2 separate regions of the Mus musculus genome follow, and region 1 is linked to region 2. The links are chromatin contacts, called in public HiChIP or PLAC-seq maps. All regions are on one chromosome and are shown on one strand. The core of a region is the stretch at or near the end of the contact, and the rest is flanking DNA. Distances in the headings are between cores, read along the strand shown.

Region 1 (2,771 bases), core at 153-2,652, 820 kb after region 2:
TGGAGTAACAAGGCCAGACAATAACTTCTCACGCTAAGCCCCATGCAATGGCTCACACCTGTAATCCCAGTACCCGAGAGGTAAGGCAGGAGGATGGAGACATTCAAGGACATCCTCAGCTACACAGTGAAGTCAAAGGCAGTCGGAGATACAGAAGACCCTGACTAAAAACAGCCAGAAATTAAACGTTTGTACTTTAGTCGCTAAGTCCAGCAGGCCATTAGTTAAAGCTTAAGGCAAGCCTTGGGAAAACAAATGACTCCCTAGAGCTGTGCTCTTCCCTAAAGCAGCCACTGGCAGCATGCGGTTACCTAAGTGAACTAACGTTAACAGTTCAGTTCTTCAGTCCCAAAAGCCACCTTTTACAGAGTGGACAGTAAGAATTATACAAAAGGGGCACTATTACACAGCACGGGTCTAGAAAATATAAAATGGTCATTGACAGGGATCCAGGACATCTCTGCCACCACGGCTCTAGAGAAGTAAAGATATTCAGATTAACTATCAGGGTTCATACCAGCCCTTAGGCCTTTATTCTAGCTTCAGTTTCTAACATTCTCTACCCAGGGTTGCATAAGAAAATAAAAACATGAAGAAAAGATTGGATTAACAAATTGCATTGAAAACAAACACACACACACACACACACACACCTCTTTGAGCAAGAAACAAAAATAAACTTGCAACCAAAGTCCTGATCATAGTTAATGATCCAGAGTGCTGAGTAAGCTCTCTCAGCATGTAAAACTATGATAGTCTCTTCATTCCACAAAACGAAGTCATTAAGGAAGTGAGATACTGTCATAGGAGCAGTCATCGCTAACAACCGAATGTTTATGGCACTAATCTTTATCAATAAATCTCTTAGAAAACATTTTGAAATACCACTTTCTGTGTGGCGTGACCTGGTTGATGTCAACAGGGGGCTTAAATATCCAAGAGCAACAAAAAATTATCAATTTTTGCCAGTAATTGTCTACAAAATATTTTCCTCATTATTGCTAGTTTTGTTATAAGTATAAAAAACACTTCCTGTTTGTGACTTGGAGTAAGAACAAGGAAGTAGAAAGTTGTTCCTCGCTCTCACTTTCTCTCAGTCACACAGACAGCAGTGCTCACCGAGTGTTCCTGGGAACAGGGCGGGGCCAGCTCAAGAGGCTCCAAGCCCCCACAAACTAAAATGAAAGCACTTGTTGGCTTCGTCCAGCAAGATCCTAGACCACTGTGTATGACATACTGAGCTTCAGATGCCAAAATATTAAGGTCAGACTTATGGTGGAACATTGGATAATAATTTTAAAACTCCCCCATTGCAGCTCCAAAGCTTTCACAGTCAAGCCCTCTGAAGGAAGCAAAGGAGGCCCCAGAAGAAAGGGGTTAGCGTTTGGTTTTCAAGAGGGTACATTTGGTTTGCCTTATTCCAGCTGTCGTATACTAGTAATTATGCCTGCCAAGTTGCAAAGCACTTTCCCCTGAGAGCTGTAAATGTTCTAAAAAGATGGGCTAATCTATGTTTGCAAGACCCCCAAGCAGCATGAGGGGCTTGCTATTCTCTAAAATGCAAAAAAAAAGAGCTGAGGTAACTTCACTAGAATTAAGCCCCTGCAAGTTAGATTTTCAGCTGGGAATGTATGTGTGCTGGCTCACACCACAAGCAACAAACCAGAAGAACTAACAGACCACAGGAACTCCAAGATCTTTCAACATGAGTCAATCTCTCTGAAGAAAGGCTGGCAAAGTCCCAGGATGTCCAACCCCCTGGCAGAATTACTAATGGCCACAGGAAACCATGAAGAATGAATGCCCTTTTGCCTACTCCACAGCAAGCAGGAGCCATATTAGCATCCCAAAGATGTGGTCACACTCCAGATCTGCATGTGAAATGTGTATAGAGCTTTCACTCTGAAATGCATCACTCATGTAAGGTTATGAAGTAGGTAAGTATTTACACTGATTTATATCAGATAATCAGCAAGCATCTCACCTCTAATTCTCAGCTTACACACAAATATGTGATTAATAATGTAAGAGGTCAGCATTTGCCGATGGCTTTGACCAGATCAACAAATTCCATTTACAGGATTAGAAATTGTATTACTCATCTGAAAATCAGTAGTTTGCCCCCAAAATTCTTCTTTCCTCAGGCAGATGAGTGGACTGAAGTACATGCTGTGAAACTCACAAAGAATCAATAAAACGGTTAAGAAGAAAAGAAAAAAGTAAAGTAATGAAAGAAAACATAGGCAGACAAGGTTATCACTAGCAAATGGTTCTGAGAGGGTCAAAGAGTGAGAGAATTGCTGAAGTTCAGGCAAGGAGCAAGTACTGAGAGAAGGGAGGGCGGGCCGCAGAGAGACACAGGGAAAGCTATAGAGAAACAGGTAGGAACTGACAAAGAGGAGCAGAAGAAATAAACATCCAGTGTCCTGCACTTGCCTCTGAGCTCCTAAATTCTTCTCACTGCTCAAATCCGGCTGCAGGATATTAGGTACAGGTGTTTCTTGGTGAAATCCACAGTGTGTCCCACAGTCTGTCCTCTGTCCACACATCTCTACTTGCAAATGTCCATTGCAGTGAGGCATCGGTCTGGTTCGAGATCTCTGCTTCCATGACTTGACACCATTACTAGAGGATCTTCATTAGGACTCCTGCTTATCCTGTTGTTGCCCTGTCTCCTGCGGCTCCTGCAGGTTTGGGTCAGCAGGACTGGCCCTTTCATTCATCCCAACTGTTTGCAGATTTGTAGATTTGAGGGGTGGGTCAATTCAGAG
Region 2 (2,700 bases), core at 61-2,560:
GCACTGTACTTTAAAAGTTTTGGCTTTTGGAAAGCAAAAGTCCGAAATCTTTAGAGACTTCTCACTTTTTACAGGGGAAGAAAAAGAACTTTCCCTGGAGCAGGAGAGAGCTGAACTCTTAAGTAGGACAGGCATGGTAGTGGCAAGTGTGAGGGAAGATACTATCACAAACTACTTAGCTACAAAGAGAATATTTGGTAGGGCTCAGAAATGTAAAAGAACACCATCTTCCCCACAAGGTCCAGCTTCCATCCGCACCCCCACCAGCCCCCTAGGTCCCAGAGAACAATAAGGTCCAAAGGGGATGTTCCTGGAAGCCGGTCATCTGTCTTGGTCTCCCGCTTTCAGAGAATGTGAATTTGTTCATCCCACACCCAGTCCAAGAGTGAAGCTGAAGAGAACTTTCCAGTTCGACTCGTGTTGATTCCTACCTTGTCAGAACTGGTCTCTTACAAATAATCCTAAGAAGTGAGCAGGGGTCACATCCAGACACTGGGGAGCAGAGACGACCGGACCAGCTGAAGGTCCTCCCATCTAGGCCCAAGAGTTACAACCCCAACCCTCACCACGCCCCTGACCTTCAGCTATTCAGACTTTTTCTTTTAAGATAACCTCAGGCTCGCATGGGCTGGAACTAGGTGCTGGCACATAATATAACATGTGCAGCTTGGTCTTTATGCAGGTCCCGCAATGACAGACGCAGGGAGCTGTTCTTGAATCTGTTGCTTGCCTGTGGATCCTGTTCCCCAAGCTGTGCTGCCTTGTCTGGCCTCAGTGGGAGAGGATGCTCCTGCAAAGAGCGGATGTGCTGCAGGGAGGGGGACACCAAGGGGAGCAACCCCTTCTCAAAGGAGAAGGGGAGGGAATAGGGGAAGGATTTATGTGAGAGGGTACTGGGAGGAGAGGGGAGCGGTTATATTAGGATGTAAAGTGAATAAACAAATTAAAAAAATAGCTTCAGGCTTTTTGCTAGGCTTTTTGCTACCTGTTCAAACATAGGGGCAGCACTGGCCTATGGTATTTAAACCTAATTTTTTCACTTGGCTTTGTTTCCTCATCGCCCAGGTGGGTGAATAATTTGGCTACCTGTAAAGCCATCTTTGTGGGTCAGAGAAACCCTGTCTCGAAAAACAAAACAAACAAACAAAAAGAAAAGAAAAGAAAAGAAAAGAAAAGAAAAGAAAAGAAAAGAAAAGAAAAGAAAAAAGAAAAGCCATCTTGTGAAGCCCTGCCTTTTTTATGCACCACTGACAGCAAATACTTCACGACTGAGTCAGAGCCACAGTCATTGTGGAGGTCGCCCTGGGCTGCCTTGTCTTCAATGGTGTCCTTGCCAGGCTGCCAAGGAAGCTCTTGCTGGGCAAGCTGGGAACACACTGTCTGTTGGAAGAATGTCCCATTCAGGAGCTGCGGTTTGTGCCAAGGCTCGACAGTCCCCACAAAGGCGCACAGGGGCGACCCAGAGAAGGAAATGAACAACAAAAACCCCAAAGCCTGGCTGACATACACTGCCCGGGAGCTTTCTGTTCCAGCATGCTGTCTTCTGGCAACCGACAAACGGACACAGGGCCACACAAGAGGAATACGTTTCAAGGAGGAAAACTTTGTGCCAGATAAGAAATGAGATATAATAATAAAGCTGGACCGAGGTAGTCTATGGACTTAGGAAGTTATAAAATATTTATGGGGAAATTCTTCGCTTGGGGATGAGAGTCTGAATGTCGGAAGAAGCTTGGAGACAGGAGAGGGGGCGGGATGGGGGATGTTTACCGAGTTAAGACACGCTCCTTTGTTAGTTCCTCGGTGTGTAAGAGGAGGTTTTGTAAGATGTGAGGAAAAGCTTCAGAGAAGAGCAACGAGGCAGGCTGAGCCTTGTCGGTAGGACCAGGACATGAGCAGATGAAACCTAATACAATAGTCATAATGAAGAACTCCTTCTCCGTAGCCTCAGAAGGACTGGGAATGTGGGACCCTATGTACTCTATCTGCGCGTTTAATCTCTGTGAATGAGAGAGGAATCCAGGACTCTGGGCAAGACCTTAGGAGCTGAAAGACACGCTGAACAGTTTCCTCTCATCAATGTGGCACTCAAAGGTGCTGAGCAAACAAACACAGGAAAACCTTTTTTTTTTTGCTATTGATGCTGTTCCACAGTTAGGCAATTGTCAGCTGTGAGGTCATAGCTTTAACAAGCTTTCCCACTACAGGAAAAAAGTACTTGAGAGGAATTTAACCTTTTTCCTCCTGGAGAGTTGATTAAAAAAACTATTGAATTTGCTCTTTGACAACTTCATACACATATAAAGCATATTCCAATTACTATACCCTCTTACCTTTTCTTATTTCTCATCTCCATTCCATCTTTATACCTCTTCCATACCTTCCCTCAAGGCACATTCCTATATTCATGAGGGTTTTGTTGTTGTTTTGTTTTGCTTTGTTTATAGGCCTGCTGAATTTAACCAGGATTTAGAACCATCCACCGGAGTCTGATGCTGATGTGCTCCAGAGTAAGCTAGGAGTAGTTCATTGGGAAGCGGTTTCATCTGGGAACCTCTCCCCTGCGACTCTCTCTCTCTCTGTCTCTCTCTCTCTCTCTGTGTCTCTGTCTCTCTCTCTCTGTCTCTCTCTCTGTCTCTCTGTCTCTGTCTCTCTCTCTCTGTCTCTCTCTGTCTCTCAGTCTGTCTGTCTCTGTCTGTC

Evidence for each region. HiChIP or PLAC-seq counts read pairs in DNA pulled down with a chosen protein or histone mark.
Region 1: a contact with region 2 is called in a FOXA1 HiChIP or PLAC-seq map of pancreatic cancer cells. The contact joins two enhancer-like sites. A contact is called at or near these places in 2 of 115 datasets of contacts at active chromatin or transcription factors (astrocytes and pancreatic cancer cells).

The regions. Positions count from the first base shown.
Region 1 is chr5:5,319,244-5,322,014 of GRCm38.p6, forward strand. All of the region lies in intron 2 of Cdk14 (cyclin-dependent kinase 14), which reads right to left. Among named protein-coding and RNA genes, the nearest start is that of Gm30151, 50 kb to the right of the region's middle. Within about 2 kb of position 1,403, at least 123 of the 459 cell types and tissues checked have an H3K27ac peak or open chromatin away from gene starts, as enhancers often do. A contact at or near this core is called in astrocytes and pancreatic cancer cells, where this site is marked.
Region 2 is chr5:4,494,926-4,497,625 of GRCm38.p6, forward strand. No RefSeq gene overlaps it. Among named protein-coding and RNA genes, the nearest start is that of Gm40261, 220 kb to the left of the region's middle. Within about 2 kb of position 1,311, at least 122 of the 459 cell types and tissues checked have an H3K27ac peak or open chromatin away from gene starts, as enhancers often do. A contact at or near this core is called in astrocytes and pancreatic cancer cells, where this site is marked.